Regions from separate parts of the Zea mays genome. Here region 1 is linked to region 2. The links are chromatin contacts, called in public Hi-C maps. All regions are on one chromosome and are shown on one strand. Each heading gives the region's core, a stretch centred on a gene start, on an enhancer-like site or on the middle of the called end of the contact. The rest is flanking DNA. Distances are from core to core; before and after follow the strand shown.

What was found. A called contact is a pair of places that touch in the nucleus more often than the background predicts.
Region 1: a Hi-C map of leaf shows a contact between it and region 2, with 2.8 times the contacts expected there. The contact joins the enhancer-like site here to the promoter of LOC103635154 in region 2. A contact is called at or near these places in 2 of 25 Hi-C or Micro-C datasets (endosperm and leaf).

What each region holds. Positions count from the first base shown.
Region 1 is chr8:46,894,989-46,901,261 of Zm-B73-REFERENCE-NAM-5.0, forward strand. No RefSeq gene overlaps it. Among protein-coding and RNA genes, the nearest start is that of LOC100283072, 100 kb to the right of the region's middle. Within about 2 kb of position 3,468, at least 19 of the 20 cell types and tissues checked have an H3K27ac peak or open chromatin away from gene starts, as enhancers often do. A contact at or near this core is called in endosperm and leaf, where this site is marked.
Region 2 is chr8:46,446,489-46,452,762 of Zm-B73-REFERENCE-NAM-5.0, forward strand. It overlaps LOC103635154 (ABC transporter C family member 14), which reads right to left and starts at 1,644. Exons shown (of 13, transcript XM_020542610.3): 1 at 72-1,644. The coding sequence starts at 1,427.

The DNA.
Region 1 (6,273 bases), core at 2,218-4,717, 450 kb after region 2:
GTGTTTTATGTTAGCACCGAGAACCAGCTAGCTGATATCTTTACCAAGCCTTTAGATGAGAAGACCTTTTGCAGGCTGCGTAGTGAGCTAAATGTCTTAGATTTGCGTAACTTGGATTGATCTATAGCATACATGTGTTTTATGTCTTTGATCATGTTCCTTTATGCATTTTATTGCTTATTTATGGTGCTCAAGTTGTGCAAGGGAGAAATGATACAACTTGACCCTTTGAGACTAACCGTGTGCTTGAGTTTACTGAATTTAGTCTCAAAGGTGGATTGAAAGGGAAAGGTGAACTTGGACCATGCAAGACTTCCACTGCACTCCGATGAGAGGGTAATTTACTCCAAGTTCATCTCCATGCTCTTATTGTCTTTTTACTCTTAATTGAAGATTTTGGTGAGGCAATGGGGTTTAAGGGCCAATAATGATCCTGTTTTGGTGCTTAATGCCAAAGGGGGAGAAATTAAGGCCAAAGCAAATGGATCAGCTACCACTTGAGAACTTTGAAAATAGTAGAGTTAGAACTTTTGATTTGTCAAAATACACTTATTGTCAAAATTTGGTCTCTTATGGGGAGAATTTATGATTATGGAAAAAGGGGGAATTTTGGATCTTGATCATTTTCTATCTTGGATTATCTCTCTTTATGCCCAAACAAGTGAGTTTGACTTAGAGATAGGAAAATGAATTTGATTTGCAAAAACAAACCAAGTGGTGGCAAAGAACGATCCAAATATGTCAAATCTTGTAGAAGATAATTTTTTGTTCTAAATTGCATTGATGTTGCACTTCTATTTGTTGCTTTTTGATGTGTTGGCATAAATCACCAAAAAGGGGGAGATTGAAAGGGAAATGTGCCCTTGGGCCATTTCTAGTATATTTTTGGTGATTAAGTGCCCAACACATATTGAGTGAGTAATTATGTGCCAAATGATGGATGAAGTGCAAATCAACAAGAAGGTATGATTCTAGACTTAGTACATTGGTTTTTGTGTACTAATATATTTGTCTAAGTACTAGAATCATAGAAAAGAGAAAAAGGAAAAGACTTGGCTGGAGCAGCCAAGACTCAGCGCAGTCTGGCACACCGGACTGTCCGGTGGTGCACCGGACAGTGTTCGGTGCGCCAGGCTGGCTTCTGGCGAACTGGCCACTCTCGAGAATTCGTCGGCGGTGTACGACTACAATTTTCGGACTGTCCGGTGGTGCACCGGACTGTCCGGTGAGCCAACGACCGCCAGCGCAACGATCAGCCGCCAAATCCGCGGGCGACGCGTGGCCCACTCCAACGGTCGGCAGGAGGCACCGGACTGTCCGGTGTGCACCGGACTGTCCGGTGTGCACCGGACAATGTCCGGTGCGCCAACGGCTACAATTCTGCAACGGTCGGTCGTGCCATTTTAGGAAGGCGATCTGCACTGGACCATGAACAGTGCGTGTCCGGTGGTGCACCGGACTGTCCGGTGCGCCACCCGACAGAAGGCAAGAATTGCCTTCCCAGATTGCCTCCAACGGCTCCTAGTTGCCTTAGGTCTATAAAAGGGACCCCTAGGCGCATGGAGGAAGTACAAAAGCATTCTTTGATCATCTCTAAGCACCAAGACTCCATTCTCGCGTATTTGATTCTTTGTGATAGTGACTTGAGCTCTATTTGAGTAGAGAACTCCTCACACTGTGTTGTGAGCTCAAGTTGTGGCTTGTGTGCGTGATTGTGCTCGTGCTTTGAGTTTTGTGTGTGTTGCTCTCCCCTCCCTTACTTCCGTGCCTCTTTGTGATCATCAATTGTAAGGGCGAGAGGCTCCAAGTTGTGGAGATTCCTCGCGAACGGGAGATAGTAAAAGAAAGAAAAACACTGTGGTATTCAAGTTGATCATTGGATCACTTGAAAGGGGTTGAGTGCGACCCTCGTCCAGTGGAACGCCACAACGTGGAGTAGGCAAGTGTTATACTTGGCCGAACCACGGGATAAATCATCATGTCTCTTGTGCTTGTTTTCTTCGTGACCATTGTGTTTCACAATAGCTTGGTACTTAGCCACTTGATTCTATTGAGCTAACACTTAACCAAGTTTTGTGGCTACAAGTATTTGATTTTTACAGGATCACCTATTCACCCCGCCCCCTCTAGGTGCTCTCAGAACTATCACATTTATGTTGGTCTTATGAAAATTAAGAAGGAGTTCCTATCCCTCAAACAGGGAGGCATGTCACTAAGTGAATATAGAGACAGATTCATCCATCTATCCTGATATGCTCCCGGAGAAGTTGATGTTGATGAGAAAAAGCAGGAACTATTTTTGGAGGGATTGATCATGCCACTTCAATACCAATTGATGTCCCACACATTCCCGTCCTTCTAGAGACTGCTAGACAAGGCTATAGCTCTGGAGTACAAACGAATTGAGCTAGGAGAGAAAAGAAGAGCTACTAACCAAGGACAGGCTGGAAGTAGTACCCGTCCCCGTTATGCTGCACCTCAAGGCACACTAGCTCGTGGTAGTTCCAGGCAACAGACTCAACAGACCCAATATCCTCCTCAAGCAAACACCCCGGCAGGACTTGTTGCTCCTAATGCATCCACAAACAGGTCGTGCTTTAAATGTAGACAGGCTGGACATTATGCCAACTACTATCCCAAGAGGGCTGCTTACACCACTCCAGCTCAGATAAAGCAAGGTCTGGCCTCAGGAGTTAAGAGTCAGGCCTTATCTATCAATCGGGGTCAGGTCAACCATGTGGAAGCAGAAGCTGTGTGTGGTGAACCCGAAAACCCAGAAGAGGAGGCGGTTGAAGGAGAAGAAGGCAGTGAAGAAGGCAATGAGCAACAGGATTAGAGTATATATATACATATATTCTTAGGAAGTAGTATTTGTAAGACCTAAATAATACCTTAGGTAGTAGTTAGTTCTTTATTATTTTAGGAATAGTAATAAGGTCTATTTGAACCTATGTTTTAATCACAAGTTATGCATCATATTGAGATTCTTGATTGTGCATATGTTTTGAGGCAAGATTGGGATACATCCTTTTTCTTACTAATCTCGAGGTCGAGATTCCTTTTAAGGGGGTAGGATTTGTAATACCCAACTTGTGGATAATAAACGAAGAGAGCTAATCTTCTTATATGTGTTACTCCTTGCTCATTAGAACAAATGGATAATCATATTTGGAGTGAATAAATTTACTAAAGATACATAAACAATATATGCATCATGTTGGGGTTATTTGTTTGTGCACTTAGAGTTAATCTAATTTGAAACATGGAATAAAAATTCAAAAGAGAAAAAAAGGAAAAGAATAAAAAGAAAGAAAAGAAATGGAGAAAAACCCTTGCGTGAGCCTTGGCTTCAGTTTTGGCCTACCAGCGAGTCAGAACTGCGCGGCCCATCCTGCCGTTGGCACTGCCCGATGGCGCTTGGCCGCTTGCTGCACGCGGAGCCGACTAACCAGGGGGGCCCGGCTGCCTAGTCCGAGCGCGCCTACTCCAACCGGTGACCGGCGAATGGGCCCAGGTTGTCAGCTCCTCCCCCTCTAGCGTAACAGATCTCACGCGCGCCGCGCCTCCGGCTCCGGGAGTCCGGGTTGTTGCGACCCGCTCGCCTCGGCCGAGGGGGGTTAACCGGATTCTCTCGATTCAGGGGGAATAAATCCGGGGCCGCTGCGACCTCTCCCTTCTACTTTCCACGCGCTAAACCACCGCGTCAAGCTGCCGCTGTCGAGAGAGCGAGAGAGAGAGATTAGCGGTAGATTAGGGAGTCAGGTTCGCCACTACAGACCCGGGGTCGCTGCCGTTCCAACCTCAGGGAGATTTCCAGAAGCATCACGTGGCTTCTGCGGCCGTATTCGTTGCGGTTCCGGGCAGATTCAAGGTCGGGAATAGGGCTGGAAAATAAGCTCGAGGCTCGCGAGCCGGCTCGAGCTCGGAGCGGCTCGCGAGCCTCGAGCGAGCCGAGCCGAGTCTGCCTTTTGGGCTCGTTCCCGTAGTGAGCCGAGCCGAGCTGGCTCGCGAGCCGGCTCGCGAGCTATGTTAAATTACTTAATATATATAATACTGATGGATATTGGCTAATTTTATAGGTTATCAATTTATTTCTTAGCTTTCATGATAGATATATGACAATTAATAATTTGGATTCCTCATAATAATGAATTATATTATATATTTCACATTTATATACTAATAATTCACTATATAATACAATTAAATAATATCAGGGTGTGGCTCGCGAGCCGAGCCGAGCCGACTCGCGAGCCGCCTTCGAGCCGAGTCGAGCCTGGTTCCTCAGCTCGTGAAATGGCCGAGCCGAGCCGAGCCGAGCCGAGCTCGGCTCGGCTCGTTTCCAGCCCTAGCCGGGAATCCCGGGGATTGCACGCCAGTGTTCCCCTCCGACGTGCGTCCGTGGCTCATTAAAGCTTGCTCCAGCCACCGATTGACCGCTGGTAAGACCATCTTCCCTTGCTCGCCTTAGCCCCTACATCGTGTATTCCTACCGGATTACAGTTTTGCTGGCACTTACACGGGGCGAGCGTGCTCTAGTCATGGCGCCGTCGTGGGGCATGCGTGTCGGCGTTGCCAGCTTCGTCTGGGAAGGGGACCATCGGGAACCATCGGATCAATAGTAGACGATCGGGATTATAAAGGGGGTGTCGGATGGGTTTTCTTTGAATCGGAACCGTCGATCTCGAGACAGGACGGGTGAGATCAGATCTTGTGTTCCAACCCACGGATCGAATGTGGCCCGTGGGATCTGGATCCAAGGCTCCACGTTGCATACCAGTTCTGTAGAGGTCAGATTTAATACGCACCGTACACCTCTGATCGGGCGGCTGTAATCGCACCTTACCTCTTTGCAGGTGCCATTTTGCGTAAGAGTCCTCGGAGTTCTGTGGTATTAACCCGTCGTCCAGGTCAATGTTAAAATAATTACAGAGAAGTCCTGGAATTTACAAAATAAACCCTGAACTCTTCTAAAATAGTGGCCGCAGCCCAAAGTTTAAATAAAATTAGTAAAATTAATAAAGAATATGATTTCTAGTATAAAAATAATTCTAGAACCTTGTATAATTCATAAGTAATTCATTTTAAATTCTTTTTGATCCATTCCAGTTGCATTAAATTCATATTAATATTGTTTATCATCTAGTAACCTTATTTTGTTAAGAAATATAGGTTAGAAATATACACTTAAATTGTTTATTATCTAGCACCTAAACCGTCGGAAAATCATAACTTTACAACCGTAACTTCGAATTTAGTGGTTCTCGAACCTATGATCACGTTATGATGCATAGATCATTATTATGCAATATATTATCATGATTGGTGTGAAATTAATTTTGCCTATACCATATTTGTTTGTATTGCTACGAGTAGCAGCGAGGTTACGAGTCACTTGAAGACCAAGTTGGTGAAGTACCTGGGAGTCTCAAGTCTAAGTAAAGTTGTGCCCTTGATCACTTTTCTCTTTACCCATAATGTTCCTGTTAATCACTGTGACATACTCAGGTTAATTTGATGGGACCTAATAGGCTTCCCTAGATTTGTTTACCCCACCCCTTGCAAACAAATGATCTATTGGGTAGACTTGTTATTGTTTTACCTGGTTTTGGGATTAATGTTATATTTGAATTATGACCATGTTCCAATTATGTTGTTGTTTTAATTATTGTTCATGACAAGATCATTGTGTTAATTGGAACATGCAGCTTAACTAGAGATAACCGTGCTACCACAAGGGTGGAATAGGACGCCCTTGGCTGACTAATTAGGAAAGCTAGTGAATGACTACCTTACCCGAAAGGGGCAAGAGAGATAGAGGATCTGCGTATAAGGAGGTTCTCGGGTCGATCATGCTATGATGGTTCTCGGGTCGATCATGCTACGAGGGTTTCCTATATTGCCCTTCTCAGAAATCGTTGCGGGTTTTTTGAAGGTAGTAGAACTTTATAAAGGTCTCGTAGTGCTACCCTGCCTCGCTTCCTCAGTAGAGGTGTATGGGGTTCGTACAACCCCATGGAAAATGAGTAACACAACTTGTGGGTAAAGGGTGTAACCTCTGCAGAGTGTAAAACTGGTATATCAGTTGTGCTCACGGTCACGAGCGACTCAGGACTCGCATGATTAAATTATGAAATTAAACTTAATCTGTCATCTGCATTGCATTGTGAGTGTTATTATTAATTGTGATCTCTTATTTATTCGGGTTGATATTTAATTATACCTAGTAACTGATAATAAAACTTTGACCAACTTTAAAAGCAATGGTCAGCT
Region 2 (6,274 bases), core at 394-2,893:
ACGGCGTGCAAAAGTGGTCTACGTAGCGAATACTCCTATATGCCTTAGGGATGGGGCGTATGTATGTATACCTGGAGCGGCATGAGCCAGAGGTAGTGGATCTGCAGCATCATGTCGGAGAGCTGCTGCGCGTCGACGGCCATGTAGTTGACGATCATGCCGAGCCCGTGCTTCTGGCGCGCTGAGCACGAGAGCCGGAGGCCCTTGCGGTACAGCGCCACGATGAGGGCGCCCCGGATCTGCATCCCCAGCTTCTGGCAGTGGAAGTTGTACTGGTGGCTGCACAGCGCCTCCGCGCACTTGGCCGCCAGCAGCGTCGCCACCAGCCGCGCGCCCTCCCCGAACGGCCGCTGCCCGCCGGCGGACGTGAAGTCCACGAAGCTCTGGATGAGCGTCGGGCCGACGTACATGACGGTCAGCCGGAGCAGCGCCAGCAACGCGTTCAGCAGGAACTGCGCCCAGAAGGTCCGGAACAGCGTGTGCCGGACCGGGTTGTTGTCCTTGGACGCCCACGCCGACGGCCAGTGCAGGGTGAAGAGCTCGTGCATGCGCTCTGGGCGGTGGGACGGTGCCAGCGTCGGCACGTCCGACAGCTCCAGCGCCGCGCGGTGCCCGCGCTGCACCAGCGGGTTCATCCAAGCCCACGTCGCGCGCGAAGCCCACGACGCCGTCGCGTAGGGGGTCACGTTTTTCTCCGTCGCCTTGTTGCTTGCCGTCTCCTCCTCCGCCGCCCCGGTGGCGTCGTTGACCACCGCCACGGATATGCCCGTCGACCCGAGGATGGAGAGGACCGGGAGGGGAAGGGACAGGACCAGCGCCGCGATCGCGAGCGCGTCGTCCGGGAGCCTAGCGGCGGCCACCACGAGGCGCGCGACGGAGGTGCCGGCGAGGAGCGCCGTCAGCGCGGGCGCCGCCAGCCAGTACAGGCGCAGGGCCAGCGGGTGCGCCGCCGCGCGGAACCGCTTCTCGTGCGCGACGACGGCCGCGGCGGCCAGGTGCGCCGCGCACTGCAGCGCCAGGAACACCGCCTCCAGGGCCTCGCCCTCTCCGCCGCCTCTGTTGACCAGGGAAAGGACGAGCAGCGAGGCGTAGAACGCGGCGAGGACACCGGACGCCGCCAGCGCGACGACGAACCCGGCGCCGACCCGAACCCCGGCCCGCCCCCCGGCCCTGTCCAGCAGCGGCTGCTTGTCGCCGTTGAGGGCGCCGCCGCCATGGCGTCGTCGCCGTGTGGAGATGAGCTTGGCGGCGCCGAGGCAGAGCAGCGCGACGAGGAAGACGGCGGACGCGGCGGAGAGGAGCATCTGCTGCGAGCACGTGGAGAGGAAGAGGAAGGCGACCCATTCCCCGAGCCCCGCGGCGGGCGCGGATGGGAGGTCGCAAGCCTCCGTGGTGAGCCACCAAGGCGGCTGCGACGCGAGGGCCATGCGGCGGCCGGGCGGGTTCTGGTGATCAGGGGCGGCGTGGCATGCAGAGGCTGACGAGGGAGTGTGTGGCTTGGCTGCGTGCCAGCCAGACGCCCAGTCCCCAGACGAGAGGAGGGGAGGGGAAGGAGGGGAGGGGAAGGAGATGCACTGACGCAGAGCAAGGAAGGCTGCTTCTTATTGTTTGGTTGCGGACTCGCGGTGAGTGGCAGAGACGACGTGTGCCGGGGCAGCCGAACGGAACAGAACTGCCAGCGGAGGGGGGCCAATAGCGGCTGGCTTTTGTGTGGTGTGGTTCCACAATCCAGCATCCCGTGGATCCGTGCTGAGAACCATGCGCTTGTCTCCGCCGCTGCCGTGCTACAGCGGGCGGCAAACGGCGCGGTCAACATGACGTGTGCAGTCGTCTGCCTGCCGTGCCTTCTTACTAAGCACCATATGGCACCCACGTATTCCGTCCTAATCTTTGCGTCGCCAGAATATGCATCACGCCTCTACAAGGCAGCTTCATGCACAGCATAAGGCTGGTGTAGGGATGGGGGAGTTCCCCGCCACCAATAGCTCCCATCCTCGTACCCGCGATGCAAAAATTTTCCTGCGGGATCTCCACAAACCGCTTATGGAAAACATTTCTTCCTCATCCCTGTTTCCCACGGTGATAAATCCACAACGGAGATCTCCATCCCCGTTTAAATTATAATTAAAACATACGTTCTTTGTTATTGATGTTAAACATTATCACTTATACATATTGTTAGATATAAAAAATTATTATGCATACATCAAAATGAACACATTTGTACTACCACATGTCTACCAAATTTTGTCACTCTATTTAATCCAATATTCTAAAACCATTATAACCAAATGATTTGACTAATAACAATTCATGTACATATACTAATAATTTACATACACATGGATTTCGAATCCCAACATCCCAATACAATAATTTGTAAAATCTCATACACTAGTTCAAAGCATGTTTTTGAAAATTAACAAAACTATTTCGGATTGCTCACAACCTGACGATAAACGGCGATGACAGACGATGGCGGCCGGTCCGGCGAGGCACGGTGGGGGACATGGCTCGGTCGCGTGTCAAGGCGAGGGTTCGGTACGATGGGGCTCGGCACGGTCCCAGACGGTCCGGACGGGGGCTCGGATGGTATGGACGAGTTCCGGTGTGGGCGTGCAGAGGCTCGGCGAGCTCGGGCGCTCAACGGCGAAGGCGTGAGGAACCCTTAGCGACGGAGAGGAAATGGGGGCGAGCTCGACAGGGGATAGGGGGAGCTCGGCTGCCCTTTTATAGAGGAGGAGGGGGAGGGGAGAGGACGCCGAGGGAGAGGAAGGGACGCCGGTGTCCATCAAAGCCATTGATGGCGTCTGTTTCCTTAGTGGAGTGAATGTGAGAAGGAGAGGAAGATCCAACGACGACAGTTTTAGGCGCAGGTAGGCGAGGGGTTGGACGCGGACGGTCCGGCCTAGCGCGGGCACAAGTGGCTTGGCCGGGCGTGGATGCGACGCGGGCACGAGGTGCGGACGGTCCGGCCAACGGCCAGGGCGCGACTGGAGGTAGGGGAAGGGCCTGACAGGTGGGACCCGCAGGTAAGTGAGTGAGAGGGAGAGGTGGAGGGAGGTTGGGCTGGGAATGGGCCTTGGTGGGACAAAATGGTTAGGGTTTTCGTTTTTTTCTTTTCCCCTATTTTCCAAAATTATAAATAAATATATTTTTAAACAATTCTAAAAATCATAATACTTATATTAAACTTATTTATAACTAAATATTTATTTTTAGACCAATGTTTCTATATTAATTAATTAGGCTTTCAATATAAAAGAAATTCTACAAAACAACCATAAATCGAATATGAGCAAACAAAAATCATTCTAAATGCAATTAGATCAAACACTTGAAAGAAAAAAAATATTTACTATTATTACTATCAATATTCTAAGTGCATTATTTTTAGTTGATGGTTTGAGGTGTTACAAACCTACCCCCTTAAAAAGAATCTCGTCCTCAAGATTAAGAAATTTCTACTCTGAGTTCATCTTCTCTTTCCCAAGTGGCCTCATCTTCCGAATGATGACTCCACTGAACTTTACACACGTTGATAACTTTACTCCGTGTAATTCTGCAGGATGTTTCCAAAATTATGATAAGATACTCCGAATAAGTCAAATCCTCATTAACGTTGAGTTCTTCCATAGGTAATTGTTCCTCAGGCACTCTTAAGCATTTCTTAAGTTGTGATACATGAAATACGTCATGCACGTCCGATAAACTATCGGGTAGCTCTAACTGATACGCTACTTGACCTTTTCTTTCCAAAATTTTGAATGTGTTGATGTAGCGAGGAGATAATTTTCCCTTAACCTTAAATCTTTTCATTCCTCTCATTCGTGAAACCTTAAGGTATACGAAGTCTCCAATTTCAAAGATCAACTCTCTTCTTCTATTATCAGCATAGCTTTTCTATCTCGACTGTGCTGTTTTCAAATTCTCTCTAACAATCTGCACTTGTTTTTCTGCTTCTTGGAGAATTTCGGGACCAAATACTTGACTTTCTCCGGTCTGATTCTAATAAAGCGATGTTCTACATTTTCGTCCATAAAGTGCTTCAAACGCTGCCATTTTTAGGCTTGCTTGGTAGCTATTGTTATATGAGAATTCTGCATAAGGCAAACTTTTATCCCAACTTCTACCATGTTTTAGAGCACAAGCTCTTAACATATCTTCCAACACTTGATTTGTTCTTTCTATCTATCCATCTGTTTGCGGATGATAGGCTGAGCTGAAGTTTAGCTTGGTATCCATGGACTCATGTAATCTTTTCCAAAAGCACGAGGTAAATTGGGTTCCTCGGTCTGATACGATCTTCTTCGGTACTCCATGCAGACAAATAATCCTCGACATGTATAATTCTACTAACTGGCTCCCGAGTAAGTTGTCTCACGGGTATAAAGTGTGCCACTTTAGTCAACCTGTCCACTATAACCCATATGGAATCATAGCCATCACGAGTACGGGGTAATCCAACTATGAAATCCATGTTGATTTCTTCCCATTTCCATTCCGGTACTTTGAGAGGTTGTAGTAATCCTGCTGGTCTTTGGTATTCGGCTTTAACTCGTTGACATACATCACAAAGTGCAACATACGTAGCAACATCTCTTTTCAAACCGTACCACCAATACTTTTCCTTTAGATCCTGGTACATCTTAGTACTTCTAGGGTCAATAGAATAAGCCAAATCATGAGCTTCTCTTAAGATAAGTTGGTGTAGGTGCTCAATGTCTGGTACACAGAATCTCTTTTTAAACCATACAATGCCTTGTTCATCCTCGGTGAAATTTGAGGTTTTTCCCATATTAATCTGTGCCTTAATTTCCTTGATTTTCTCATCGGATTCTTGTCCTTTATGAATCACCTGTTCCAAAGTAGATTCCACTTCCATAATTGTTGCTTCCATATTATTGAGCATACCAAGTTTGAGTTGTTCCATTTCCCAACACAATTCTTGCGACATAAAATGAGTAGTGATACTGTTCACTTGACCTTTATGGCTCAATGCATCTGCCACTACATTTGCTTTTCCTGGGTGATATTGTATTTCCAAATCATAGTCTTTGATTAACTCAAGCCATCTTCGCTGTCTTAGGTTGATTTCTTTCTGCGTGAAGATATATTTAAACTTTTATGATCCGTGAAGATTTTACACTTGTTCCCAATCATGTAGTGTCTCCAATTCTTCAAAGCGTGCACTACGACAACTAATTCCAGATCATGCGTAGGATAATTCTTTTCATGCTTCCTCAACTTGATATATATCTATTGTAATTTTCATTTCTTTCGCTCCATGTTCTTGCCTCAGAAACAATTTGAGAAGGTGCAACCTTCGACACGTTGTAATAAATCTATGGTTACACCATCGAGTGTAACATCAAAGGTAAAAAAGCTCCAAAGTCGTTCCTACGGGGATGCAGAGCTTAAATGTCACCTAAGTAAAAGATGAAGAAGCTCCAAAGTCGTTTTCTAAGGGGATGAAGAGCTTAAATGCCACCTAAGTAAAAGGTGAAGAAGCTCTAAAGTCGTTCCTAAGGGGATGCAGAGCTTAGTTCCAAAGTCGTTTCTACGGGGATGCAGAGCTAAAATATCACCTAAGTAAAAGGTGAAGAGACTCCAAAGTCGTTCCTAAGGGGATGCAGAGTCTTATTGTTGTGAAGTGTTTTCTATCTTCAATTTTCGCATCACATCATCGCATCATTCTACATCATATCATCGCACCATTCATCATTTCACATCATTCAAAAAGGGAGAAGAAGGGAAATTGCTCGTTCATCCACAAAAGTGGTTGACCTACGAAACTAAGTGTGTTTTTGTTAAGGAATTATGAAACAAATCAAGGCAAAAGAAAAGATACTGCATCTCTAGCGGTTGCTCTTAAACGGTAAGACATTCCTTCTGCAAGACCTTTGGGGCCAATAGTGTCACTTCAGCAATTGTATTCCTTATGCAAGACCTTCGACAAAAAAGGATTTTCTTCATGAAGCGTGGAAAGAAAAAAGAAGATGTTTTTTTGCCTTCGGCTCAAAAAACCGTGCGTACGATAATTTCACGCTACATAAATAAATATATTACATCATGAATTACACAGTTTACAAATGTTCCTCGCATAAAGGCAGCATACAAATTTTACAATGTTTTTTACAACACAGATTAATCATCCTCCTTAAGGACTTCTTCTGCAGCTTCGTTTAGAAGTTGTTCAATAGACTCATCTATTGATGCGTTCACTATCTTGAATTTGTCAAAGGTACCCTTTAGGGCTGGATCGGTGTCAGGA